Linked DNA regions of Mus musculus: regions 2 and 3 are each linked to region 1. A link is a contact called in public Hi-C data. All regions are on one chromosome and are shown on one strand. The core of a region is the stretch at or near the end of the contact, and the rest is flanking DNA. Distances in the headings are between cores, read along the strand shown.

Region 1 (4,166 bases), core at 1,166-3,665:
ATGCCTTCATATAAAAGGAATATTGTCTCTACATAGACAATCTTTAATTATCCTGGAGTTCTTAACCGTCAGCTGCTGTGAAACTCCAACAGGACTCCTGGCTGAGCCTCTGTTCCCTTCCTCTTCTGCTCACAAGTCTGTCCTGCTTCAGGCTGACTGGAAAGGCTGAATTTGGGGAGAAAAAGCAGGCAGCCCCATTAGAGGCCGGTCCAGGATTCCAGGTGAGAAAAGGATTCCTGGGATGGTGACAGGGAAACAGATGCCCTCCTAAGCAATGACAAGGGCACTGGGGGCCGGGGTTAGAGTTCAGCAGTAGACCACCTGTCAAACATGCAAGGCCCTGGGTTCAATCCCCAGCTTGAGAAAAAGAAAACAGACAGTTTGAAACTGCTTTTTAACCTCTCCCAAATGTTCTAGATTCCCATCTGTGAGGTGCTAAGCAGCCAGACAGAAGGAGGAGTTCTTTTGGGAGGACACCGAAGTGAGGCAGCCATATGGAGGGTGGAGGGGAGGCGAGTGATGGAGAAAACGGGGTCGAAAGAGACCAGGCTGAGCCTCAGCAATGCTGGGTCCTCCGCAGCTCGCTGACACAGTGAGGAAGGTCCGGGTGCCATCTGTGCTAGGGAAATGGTATCCTGGGAAACAGATGGCTGGACAAGCACACCCTCTGACTGACCAGAGCCCTACAGTCAGGTTGACCTTCCTGGGAGGTTTAGGATGGAGTGTTCTAAGAGGCTGTGGGCACAACAGTTGTAGTCCTTGTCATCACGACGTCCCCCTGTTGCTAGATCAAGAATGCTCTGGTTTCTTGCTTTTGGCTGCACTGTTCTAATGCCCCTCCCCCACCCCATTCTGCTTCTCAGGTTAGAAAAGGCCAGGAGCTAGTGAACACTGGGGATAGTTGCTTAGTCAACCTTTGGCACATTCAGGACATTCATTCATTCATTCATTCTCAGTCATTCATGCTCGCATGCATTCCAGTGAGTACTGACTGAGCATCTATAACTGCAGACACTGTCTTAGCTGCTAGGGACAAAATAATTAGCAAAACCTAGACTCTGTGCTTAAGGAAAGGCACATCAAGAGGACAGGTCACCACACCCTCAGAGGAAGCTGAGGCAGGAGAATCATGAATTTGAAGCTGGCCTGAACTATATAGCAAGACACTTTCTGACACAGTAAGAGAACAAGAGAAAAAAAATACATAATATGAGAAGTAGGGGGGACTCCATTCTTGGTAGCCAGACCCGTCCATGCCTGTTACCAACAACTTCTATTCCCTCCATCCTCAGAACTCTACCCTGTTAATTCAGATTTAAGTCAATTTCTTCAATTTTGTTCCAAAAGCTTAAAATGTAGGTGGAAAGCTGGTTATGAAGGACATTGAGTATCAATTCTGAGTTTAGCCTTCATTCTGGGGCATTAAGGAGCCATTAAGAATTTGGGGCAGGGGAATGCCATTAGACTCTAGTCAGACAGTGGGAGCAGCAGGAAGAAGGAGGAGGAGGGGGAGGAGGGGGAGGAGGGGGAGGAGGAGGAGGAGGAGGAGAAGGAGGAGAAGGAGGAGGAGGAGAAGGAGGAGAAGGAGGAGGAGGAGGAGAAGGAGGAGGAGGAGGAGAAGGAGGAGGAGGAGGAGAAGGAGGAGGAGGAGGAGGAGGACGGGGAGGAGGAAGGAGGAAGGAGGAGGAGGAGGAGGAGGAGGAGGAGGAGGAGGAGAAAACAGAAATAGGAGAAAGCTGTTGAGCCCGAAGCAAGGAAGTCCAGAAAGTTACCTGGGCTCCTCACCAGCCATGGGGGTGGGGGTCAGAACACAGCAAACCCCCTTCACACCAGAACTGGGGCATTCTGCACAGGGCCTTACCTAGAAGAGGCAGCACGCAGAGCAGACATGTACCCGCCATGGATGGGCACCCTCCCCGACTCAGATACCTTCATACATAATTAACCTCCTCCAAGCAGTGCTGTCAGGAAGAGTTAAGCTTAATCTCTTTCTTATACAGATGAAGAAATCGAGATTTAGTTCAAGCAGCCCTAGACCTGCATCCTGCCTCCACTATCCACCCATGGTACAGAAAGTTCTCTGCTGGCTGAATCCTGGACCTGTGGTTGCCGCGCACAAACCTTGTTTGGCGAAGCTGTGTCTGGCCGGTCCAAAGGTACAGATTCTTGGATTTACTAGCCTGTGGCAGATGCATCGGGGCATTAGGGGAAAAGTCCTGAAAGGGGTCCCTGGGAGTCTGTCCCTGCTACCACTTCTCCTTCTTCCAACCTTTGCTGCCCTGAGGAGATAACGAGATAACAGGCCTGGATCTGAGGGCCTCTTTTACAGGTAGCCTCTCCCTAGCCCGGGCTCTGGGAGAGGTCTGCTGCCACCTCACCTTTCCCGGTCTTTGTTTTCATTACTAAGACAGATGAGATCGAGAGAACAAGTGCGCCATCTGCTGGGCTTATCATGCAAGTTCCAGCTGCAGCTAGCCGAGCAGCAGGCGGCGATTGCCTTCCTGTTTGGATTTTAGGCCTTATAGTTAGTTTTTTTGAGTCACCTCAGAAGATAGTAAGACCTCGTGACCAGTGACATCTTTTATGAAATGAATCCCAGAGACAGGCTATCACTTTATAGCTGGAAACTCGGTACCGACAGGAACTGCCCATCATCCGGGTACTCAGGCTGTGGGACGAGGCTGGAGAAAGGCAGGCATTCGGCAGGACCACAGAAACAATGGGGAAGATCAGGCAGAGGGAGAAAGCCCACTCGGGCCTTTCCCAAGCATTCAGGGCCTGCAAACTCTCTCTGTGGAGATTAGGGTCCTCTGGCACCATCCCTGTACTACTGCCGTTAGCAATTTTTTTTCTTTTCTCAAAACTGCTTTAAAAAGAGGTGGGGGGAATTAAACCATAGAAATGTGAGCACCAAAGAAGATCGGATTGTATAAAGGTCATCAGTATGCAGTTAAGAATGTTCAGGAGCCAGGCGTGGTGACGCACGCATTTAATCCCAGCCCTCCGGAGGCAGAGGCGGGCGGATTTCTGAGTTCCGGGCCAGCCTGGTCTACAGAGTGAGTTCCAGGACAGCCAGAGAAACCCTGTCTCGAAAAACAAAACAAAACAAAACAAACAAACAAACAAACAAAAAACCAAAAACCAAAAAACAAACCAACCAAACAAAAAGAATGTTCAGGAATTATCAGGATTGGAAGTCGGTGGATACAGGCTGAAAACAGGTTAATGGCTTGAAAACCTTCAAAGTTCTAGACGGCCAATAGCTTCTAGATTAGAGCATAAGGGGTTGGAGAGGTCACTCAGTGGTTAAGAGCACAGGCTGCTCTTCCAGAGGACCTGGGTTTAATTCCCAGCAACCACATGGCAGCTCACAACTGTCTGTAACTCCAGTTCCAAAGAATCTGACACCCTCACACAGACATGCATGAAGACAAAGCACCAATGTACATAAAACTAAGTCCATCATTTTAAAACACACACACACACACACACACACAGAGCTATCCTCCTGGTAGTTAAAGAGAGTTCCAGGACAGCCAAGATTATACAGAGAAACCCTGTCTTGAAAATCCAAAACAAACAAACAAACAAAATTAAACAGAAACAAAAGAAACGAATGTAAAAGGAATGATAACTAATAAGAGTTCCTTGCTTGTGGTAACATTCTCACCACACTGGACTCACATCTTGGAAGTTTGTGAACAGCAGGCCAGAGAGCTTGACTAGCAGTGCCTGGGCAGGGGGCCTGTGTGTGTGCAGAGACCTCACTGAGTGGCTCACTCGGGTGTCCATTTGTCTTCACACTGAAAATCATCAGAAACGGAAGGCAAAGGACAACGATCAGGATCCACAGAGGCAGCCGGCAGGGCTGATCTAGGAGGGTTGGAAGTCACCACACTCAAGGCAAACTTAGGTCACCTGTGGGAAATCACAAACTTTCTTCCGCTACTGAATCGGCAGCGTTGGGGAGATGGCTCAGATAGTAAAGGACCTGGTTTTAGATCCCCAGAATTCAAGTAAAGAAGCTGGGGTGGTGGCACATGCTTGTGATCCCAGAGCTGGGAAGAGAGAAGAAGATGCCTGAAACTCACTGGCCCATCTGCCTTGCATGTTCAAGGATGATCCAAGACCGCGTCTCGGAAAACGAGCTGGATAGTTCCTGAGGA
Region 2 (4,166 bases), core at 1,076-3,575, 130 kb before region 1:
ACTGATATGTTTGGATTTATACAGTACATGCTGTCTAATCCTGGGAGAGTTCCTTTCATATCTCTCTCTGTGCCTTCGTTTCCCCATATGTAAGAGAAAAGTGAACTAGCCTCAGTTATTATGAGAATAAAAAGCTTAACAACAATCTTGAATTCAAGAATAAGGCCAGGGCCAGGCGGTGGTGGCTCGTGCCTTTAATCCCAGCACTTGGGAGGCAGAGACAGGCCGATTTCTGAGTTCAAGACCAGCTTGGTCTACAAAGTGAGTTTCAGGACAGCCAGCCAGGGCTATACAGAGAAACCCTGTTTCAAAAAACCAAAAAAAAAAAAAAAAAAAAAAAGAAAGAAAAGAAAAAGCATAAGGCCAGATGCCTTAGATGCCTTATTATGCCATAAACTCAGGCCACGTCCCCGTTTGCCTGGAGATGCTTAGGCTTCGGACGTGCTCTATGGCCTCACATCAGAAGTAGCAGTAGCAACAGCAGCATTGAGATAATAAATTGGTGACGGTGCCTCGACTTCTAACCACATCTGAGTCACCACGCTGGCTTCTTAATTAGGTCGCCCACTTGCGCCTTGTCTGACTCATAGCCGTCCATATAACTTGCCTTCTCTTTACACATTGGGGTGCTTAGGTTCAGAAGGGTCACACCCTGCCCAAGATCACACAGCTTGTCACACATTCACGCTCATTCCAAAGCCCATGCTTGGACGCACTTGCCTGTCACGCTTACATTTTACATCTGCCTGCAGGTGTCTAAAGCACACACTTGCCTTGCTTTTGCTACCTCGAAGGTCTGGGTGGGGTGTTTTAGTGCCCTTCAAAAATATATCAGAATGTGTCCAGCTGTTTCCCCATGTGTTGGAGGAAGGAGAAGTATCCGAGGTAGCAGAGAGCTGGAGTTCCTTGCTGTTACATATTGATAGCAGAAGGCTTTTTATTTAAAGGAAATTGAGACCAATTATATGGCTTGCAATTAAACTCAGAAAGGGAATTGAAAGATGGAGAATTAATTTCCTGTTTGTTTGTGATACAGTATCTAGGCAAACAGTTAATCAGCACTTGTATCAACACCCACCCCATAGGGCTCAGCCCTGTAAGTGCAGCCTCCTCTGCCTCCCCCGAGAACACTGGTCCATCTTACACAGTTAGCACTGCCTTGCTCGGCCTTGCTCTGTGCCAGGTGCTTGACAAATGCAGATTCCTAAGTCACCGTGCACAGATGCTCGGCTAGGGCCTGGGGGGTTGTGATGTCACAGAAATCATTACATCCTAAGAGCAGCAGCAGCAACACATAGCAGACACGTGTGGTCAGACTTACACAAAGAGCAGCTTCAGGTGTGATGGGCAGTAGTAGGCAGAGGCCAAGGTTGGCCCTGAGAGACCATGCTGGGCCTCCACTTTTATAACCAAATGAAGGACACGGAGGGCAAATGCCAAGTCCTGTGGAGCAAAACAGGCAGATTTGAGATTTCGCACAGGAGAGGTGATAAGACCTAGCAGTCTGCTTTGGAGGGAGAGAGAGGGAAGGATGGGGGAGGGAGCCCTGTCTTCAGATGCCCTGGTCACCATGGGGGAGAGGTTAAGTTCAAAGGTGCACTGTACAATTCTGGAGGCCTTCTATTCGCCTGTCCCTCTTGACTATGTCAAAGCCAGGGAGTCTGACTTGCAGGGGTGGTGGCTAAGGCTACTATGAACAGGAGCTGGTGTCTCGCTGCTTCTAAGAAGGCCAGAGGTATGAGGTCTGGAATTTCCTGTCAATACAGCCTTCATCTTCACATCCAGCATCCTGTGTCTCAGGCCAGAATGAAAATAACAAGGAGCCAGGAAGGGTCCCCAACCGTGCTGCAGACATGAGCCAACCCAGCCAGGAAGGGTCTCCAGCCATCCTGCGGACATGAGCCTACATCCAGCCAGGCTTGCCACAGGTCCACGGGGCTTTCTGGGCTTAGAGCCTGTAGATAATTCCCTTTTCTCAGTTCCCATCCCAAGTTCTATAAGCTCTGCCACCCCCTGCAGGTGGGTGTAAGCTGAGGTTGGGCACTTTGCCAGGACAGCAGCTGAGGCACAGAGTTCTGCCATATTTCCGTCACAGTGAGGCAGTTGGAGGCTGTGAAAGGAGGTACTTTGTGGTGGCAGGGACTTTTGTACCACCCTTGCCCCACCCCACAGTCTTCTCGCCTCCTTTGGGTCTTTGCTTGGTGAACTGTTTTAGGACCACTTTCTGCCAAAAGATGTTTCCTTTCCCAGCCTCCACCCACATTGGTTGATAGGATAACCATGGCTCGGCTTCCTGCAAGCCCACGTACTATGTTCATTTAGCTCACTGCAGAGCATGGAGACAGGCGGCAAATGGCAATCACAAGCATGTGAGTCGTGTAAGGAAAAGTGTAGGGCACAATAGGATAAGAGTGGAGTCCTCTAAGCAGAGGTTTGCAGTTTCAATCTGGAGGTGGGCAGGAGTCTGTGAAGAGGGAAGCGGCTGCTAGGTAGAGGGAACAGCAAGGTGAGGGAACCCCCATTGGAAGAGAGGAAGTGTGGGGATGCCTGCCTGTAGTGCCCACCTGGGTCAGGTGGGGGCTGGTCCTAGATACAGCGTACGATCCTGACCTACATCTCTAGGGTACTGGGAGGTCAGGAGTGGCCCAGAAGACATTTGGAAGGAAGAAGCAGATGCGCCTGAGCCAGGTGAGACCAGAAGGCATTACAGGGCTCTGGTGAGCTGTTTTGGTCTCACCACAAGCCTGCAAGGCCTTTCTGTAAGCCTGAGTTGGAGCTGAGGTTTCTCTCCAGCCCCCTCTACCACTCTGTTACTGCTCATTGCCCTCTACCGAAAGTCTGAGTGCTTAGACCATGCTAGGCACCTGTGATCGTTTGCATATGCTTGGCCCAGGGAGTGGCCCTATTAGAAAGTGTGGTCCTGTTGGAATAGGTATGGCCTTGTTGAAGTAGGTGTGTCACTGTGGGCGTGGGCTTAAGACCCTCACCCTAGCTGCCTGAAAGTCAGTGTTCTGCTAGCAGTCTCCAGATGAAGATATAGAACTCTCAGTTCCTCCTGCGCCACGCCTGCCTGGAAGGTCTCATCTTGATGATAATGGACTGAACCTCTCAACCTGTGAGCCAGGCCCGATTAAATGTTGTTCTTATAAGAGTTGCCTTGGTCATGGTGTCTGTTCACAGCAGTAAAACCCCAATTAAGACAGCACCCTGAGTGGTGCTTCTTGTGACTCACCCCCTGTGCCTCTCACTGCTGCTGATTAGGAGCTTCTGTGGCTACGCTATGCTGTGGTATCATTGCACCACTCCTGGGGACTGTCAGCTCTGGAGTCTGAAATGCATTGTTCTCTGAATTTTAATCAAAGCACTTGATCTCCTGTTCTTCCAGTGTCAAGACTCCAGCATCCCAGATCATCCACCCCGTTGACTAGACAGAAACTTCTACCTGTGCTCCATCAGCCCTGGCTTCTCTCAGGATGCTCTTGTCTGACTTTGTCCCACCACAAGTGGGCCCAGTGGATCTCAGTGCACATGGATGGGAGGCTGTGCCTGTTACAGTGCTTGGATGAGGGATGCTTGCATTTTACACAAGGAATTACAGTGAAATGAGAGGCAGCTTGCAAGCAAGTTTTGGCCATGGGGGTTGGGGACGCTTTTCCTCTGTAATGTCCTCCCGCCTCTGGCCTTCTCAGATAGGGCAGGATTGGTATTTCTCTGTAAGGGAAGAAGTTGTATCATGAATGACAGTAGTTGGGTCCTGAAATTAACCAGTCATAAAGTAAATAAATACATTGGTTACTTTGGGGCCAAAGGACAATATACCAAACCAAGAAACAGCACCAAGTTTTTTTATGCTTAGCTTTTCTGAGTGAAATAGTATTGCTATTACTGGGGACAATCTGCCCTTTTTAAAGGACTGTGGTATAATACACAGCACACGGAATCTTCCATCTTCCGTGGTTTGTTTGTTTGTTTGTTTTGAGACAGGGTTTCTCTCTGTAGCCTTGGCTGTCCTAGAACTCACTTTATAGACCAGGCTGGCCTCGAACTCAGAGATCCGCCTGCCTCTGCCTCCCAAGTGTTGGGATTAAAGGCGTGCACCATCACACCTGGCCTTCCTTGGTTTTGAGGTGCAGCTCACCAGTGCAGAATACCGACTCCACTGGCTT
Region 3 (4,166 bases), core at 831-3,330, 78 kb before region 1:
CATAGTAAAAGTTCTGGGGACCAATTTGAAATTATGTTCCAGAAAGTACAAGATCTCATAGGCATAGGAAATAAGAGAGAAACATAAGAGAAACCAAGGACCTGGTTAGTAGATTTACATCCAAATAACAGGAAATTCTAGAAAGCAATTGAAAACCATTTCCCGCAAACTAAAAGAACAGTGCTTTTTAGCTAGAAAGGGAATGGCCATAAACCATGCTAAGCACATCGTCATGAAACTTCAGAGCCCCGACGGGAAGACAGAAACCCAAAAGTGTCTGGAGAGGACATTAAAGAGCAAAAGCATAAGTAAGAAACAGGTATGGAGAAGATACAAAACTCAAATGGCACCATGCATTTTAACAACATTGGGTATAAGATCGGCCCCAAGCAAAGACTTCTGTCTTAGATGCTATGCAATAAAGAGCTTCTCAGAAATGATAGAAAGAGGCCCTCCAAAGATCTACTAAAACTGCGGGTGTAAATGAAGCGAGAGCTACTGGGCATGGGGATCTGGAGGTTCAAAACTAGGTGGAGCGGACAGGGACAACCAGGGTGGATGCTGGGCAGCAGGTCTGTGGGATCCCAGGTCCAGAGCTAGGGGTAGGTTCCTGTGTAAAGCAATTGATGGGATATTTATGTACACACACACACACACACACACCAGTTCTCACAACAAAGTGAATAAAAGATAAGTGATTCTTGAGCCAATTATAATAAGTAGCCATGGCCCAGAAACACAGATCCAGGCTGCTACAAATACCACATTCCAACAAGGTATCAGTTTCATGATGATTTTATAGTTTGGCAGTAATCGTAACTCAGAACAACTTTTTTACACATTTAGGTATTTTACATGTGTGCGTGCACATGGTACCTCTGAAGGCTAGAAGAGGGCATCAGATCTTTAGAGTCATGGAATTCCTGAGCCACCATGTGGGTGCTGGGAGTTGAGCCATAGTCCTCTAGAACAGTGCTTCCTAATCTTTCTAAACGCTGTGACCCTTTAATAGGGTTCCTTATGCTGTGATGACCCACAACCATAAAATTATGTTGTTGCTAATTTATTAGTGTAATTTTGCTACTATTATGGAACATAAATGTAATTATCTGTGTTTTCCCTTGGTCTTAGGCTACCTCTTCATAAGGGTCCTTCTACTACTCCAGAGGGGTCACGACCCACACAGGTTAAAAGCCACTGCTCTAGACTAGCTGCCAGTGCATTTCCCACTGAGTAGTCTCTCCAGCTCTCTGGATATCCTTTAAATACACCGGTGGACCATCAAGGAGGCAGTTAGACAGCAAGCCGGGCTAATCGCAATTTAGCTTTGGGCTTTTGGAAGACTGGGGTCTGTTCATAAATTCCAAATGGATTTATGCAATAGTCACAAGGATCTTAGTCACACACAGAGGTAGGCAATACATGGCTCTCTAGGTGAGCTAAACATACCCAGTATACTTTGACTTTGTGCCTAGAACATTCCAAATCTCCATGATCATTGAAATTGTAAACAGTCAGTCCTGCGGTGTCTAATGTAGGTACAACTTTTCCTGGGAATTTCACTTGATTGACACGTAACGGCTTAAAGTACACAGCAGAGGAGGCTGACAAAGCTGGAGGCGAGGTTGCCTCTGGATTCATGAGAGATACATAGGATACTAAAAAAAAATGTTCTCCCAGAAGTAAAGTCTTGAAGCTATACTACTAGACTATGAGTCACTCATAATGCCTCCTTGCCAGAGATAACAAAAGCAATGGGTATCAAGAGTATATGTAACCAGGAACTTAAGGAGCATGCGCATGCCGAGGGCAGGGATGGTGATGAGTGTCAGCTAAATCCTCATCTTCCACAGTGGGGAGACAGTGGGTAATTCCTAACAAGGGTGAATCAAAGAGAAGCAATATAAGCTAAGTACTTAGAGACAGCCTAAGATCCATCTCACTAAAATTGGGGGAAATGTTTGCTTCTAGAGAGAGTCAGAGAATGTTGTTAACTTTCATCAAGCTCCACACAGCTCTTAGTCTCTTTAAATTGTGCACACATGTGACTTGTTTAAAAAAAAAAAAAAAAAGAATCCCAAAAATGCGCTGGTGAGAGCCAGGGCCACAGGCTGAGGCCACGCGCACACTGAGCTGTGCGAGAAACGGCTCTTTCAAGTATTCTCAGCCATGCAACAGATGGTCTGGGCGCGCCGAACCTCTCTGCACCCAGCTCTCGGCTTTGGAGCCTCTGCAGCAGTGGAAGGACAGATGCAGGGGTGACATTTCAGAAGCCTGTGACCTGACTTTTTTTTTCTCTGCAGAGTAACTGCAGAATGAGCCATTTATTGAAAAATCTTATTCTGAACATTTTGGTCAACCACAAAGCTGAGGAGGCGGCAGAGGTGCCATCCCAATGGGTCCGGGTCACATGCAGGCATCACAAGGGCCCTTTGTGGGCTAAGCTATAATGTAACCCAGGTCTTCAAAGCAAAGCCACATGGTGCCTATCTGAGGAGCCAGATAGGATCGATTCTCTTTTCTCCTGCTCTCTCAGACGGCTGGGATTCAATCCAGGGGTGTGGGTGGCAACACAGTCCTCTCCAAGCTGCAAATGCAGACTGTGTTTCCTAAACCAGCTGCCTGGCACCCTGTGGTGGATTAGCAGCGCCCCCTTTCCTAGATGAGGTCTCAGGCTTGTGGCCAGCTACCAAGACTGCAGAGCTCCCACTACGATCTCTGTCTGGTGCCTCTGAGCATTGACTGTGCAACCAGACCAAACTGCATTCATAGGCCCAACTTGATACTTAGCAAGCCTCTGTTCTTTCTTCTTTAAAATGGGGTGAGGCTGCATCCCTGGGGTTGTGGTGAACATCCTGTGAGCTGATGTGCATGTGTTTCTGATCCCAGCATCTGCGCCCAGTGGCAACTGGGTTGGGCAGAAAATTGTTACTTCCTTGCTTTAAAACCTCCATACCCTGTGTCTCCTTTGGGGTCCACTTCCTTCTTGCCTGGCCACTCTCTTTCTGCTAGAACTCATGTCACATTCAGCCATCAGAGAGTTTTACTCCCAAATATTGCTTTTATCCCTGCCCATCCCTGCTGGGGAACGCTCTGGGGTTATAAGACTAAATTCTACAGCCTGTTATTTAAGACCCGGTACCACTACCTCTTGCCTTTTCTCTATCTACTGTGTCCAAGCAGGAACCTTCTTTTCTCTTCCACGTAAGTCGCTGCTGCCTCTGCCTGCTGCTTACTGTCATAGTCCCCTCCCCCAAAGTCCTCTTTAAAGTATCACTTAAGAACTGGCGTGGAATAAGACCCACTTTCTTCAAAAGCTTCCATGACACTTCCACCTTATTCAGGCCTTTCTACCTCCATGGCTTTTCTCGCTAAAGTCAGCTCAGGCCTCTTGCAGTTTCCCTGGCCAGCAAAGCCCCTGTGCGCTGTGGCAAAGGTCTTCAGGATCTGCAACACTGGTGGACTTGGATTCAAGCCCGACCTCTGCAACTTCCCATACTGAGAGATCCCATGAATTACAGTATTTTTTTTTTGCTCAGTGTTGTAATTGGCCTATAGGGAAGGGAAGTTGTAAACTATAAATGTTGTCATCAAGAGATAACACCAGAAGTTGGTATAAATAACTCACAGATGAGGCTGGAGAGATGGCTCAGCGGTTAAGAGCATCGGCTGCTCATCCTAGAGGACCTGAGTTCAGTTCCTAGTGCCTACCTGGCAGCTCACAACTCCGTATATTGCAGTTCCAGGGCATCTGCTGCTCTTTTTTTTTTTTTTTTTTTTTTTGGCATTCACATGTGGTGCATAGCTGTATATGCAAACACAACACCATACTGTAAAGTGATAAAAAATAGAGGCCTGGCTTGCCTTAAAAAAAATCACTCCACACACCACCATCACATCTGGCTTTTAGGTGATTAAATGTGTCTCTCCCGCTTTGCTTCCCTCTGTGTCATCAGCTACTCGTGACATTAGAAACCTCTTAGTGTTGAGCTGCCTCTGTTTCAGTCCGTGTATGTCAGGCCAGGCTGTGGCATTAGATAGGCCCAAGACTCAATAATTTTTAGAAAAAAAGGATTGAGATTGATTTCTTACCCTGCAAGTCAACTATGGATTAGTAGAGCAAACCCTCTATTTCTTAGTAACCCAGGGAAGGGAACCACTCAAAG

Evidence for each region. Hi-C and Micro-C count contacts between places; a contact is called where the count stands out from the background.
Region 2: a contact with region 1 is called in a Hi-C map of double positive thymocytes, with 8 times the contacts expected there. The contact joins two enhancer-like sites. A contact is called at or near these places in 10 of 39 promoter capture datasets (the 3T3-L1 cell line, 3T3-L1-derived adipocytes, the C10 cell line and 6 more), 4 of 15 datasets of contacts at CTCF or cohesin (the NIH/3T3 cell line, large pre-B cells, pro-B cells and 1 more), 87 of 484 Hi-C or Micro-C datasets (3T3-L1-derived adipocytes, the AML12 cell line, B cells and 53 more), 11 of 115 datasets of contacts at active chromatin or transcription factors (astrocytes, double positive thymocytes, embryonic basal ganglia and 7 more) and 2 of 9 other capture datasets (embryonic stem cells and embryonic tail).
Region 3: a contact with region 1 is called in a Hi-C map of cerebral cortex, with 6 times the contacts expected there. The contact joins two enhancer-like sites. A contact is called at or near these places in 2 of 15 datasets of contacts at CTCF or cohesin (the NIH/3T3 cell line and pro-B cells), 14 of 484 Hi-C or Micro-C datasets (3T3-L1-derived adipocytes, the HL-1 cell line, Sertoli cells and 8 more), 3 of 115 datasets of contacts at active chromatin or transcription factors (the SCID.adh cell line, T-cell acute lymphoblastic leukemia and neural progenitor cells) and 1 of 9 other capture datasets (embryonic stem cells).

What each region holds. Positions count from the first base shown.
Region 1 is chr2:101,904,235-101,908,400 of GRCm38.p6, reverse strand. No RefSeq gene overlaps it. Among named protein-coding and RNA genes, the nearest start is that of Commd9, 20 kb to the right of the region's middle. Within about 2 kb of position 2,415, at least 70 of the 459 cell types and tissues checked have an H3K27ac peak or open chromatin away from gene starts, as enhancers often do. A contact at or near this core is called in the SCID.adh cell line, T-cell acute lymphoblastic leukemia, cerebellum and 4 more, where this site is marked.
Region 2 is chr2:102,031,055-102,035,220 of GRCm38.p6, reverse strand. The region is part of intron 4 of Ldlrad3 (low density lipoprotein receptor class A domain containing 3); the gene reads left to right. Among named protein-coding and RNA genes, the nearest start is that of Gm39888, 41 kb to the right of the region's middle. Within about 2 kb of position 2,325, at least 33 of the 459 cell types and tissues checked have an H3K27ac peak or open chromatin away from gene starts, as enhancers often do. A contact at or near this core is called in cerebellum, cerebral cortex, double positive thymocytes and 1 more, where this site is marked.
Region 3 is chr2:101,981,630-101,985,795 of GRCm38.p6, reverse strand. All of the region lies in intron 4 of Ldlrad3 (low density lipoprotein receptor class A domain containing 3), which reads left to right. Among named protein-coding and RNA genes, the nearest start is that of Gm39888, 8.2 kb to the left of the region's middle. Within about 2 kb of position 2,080, at least 105 of the 459 cell types and tissues checked have an H3K27ac peak or open chromatin away from gene starts, as enhancers often do. A contact at or near this core is called in the SCID.adh cell line, T-cell acute lymphoblastic leukemia, cerebral cortex and 2 more, where this site is marked.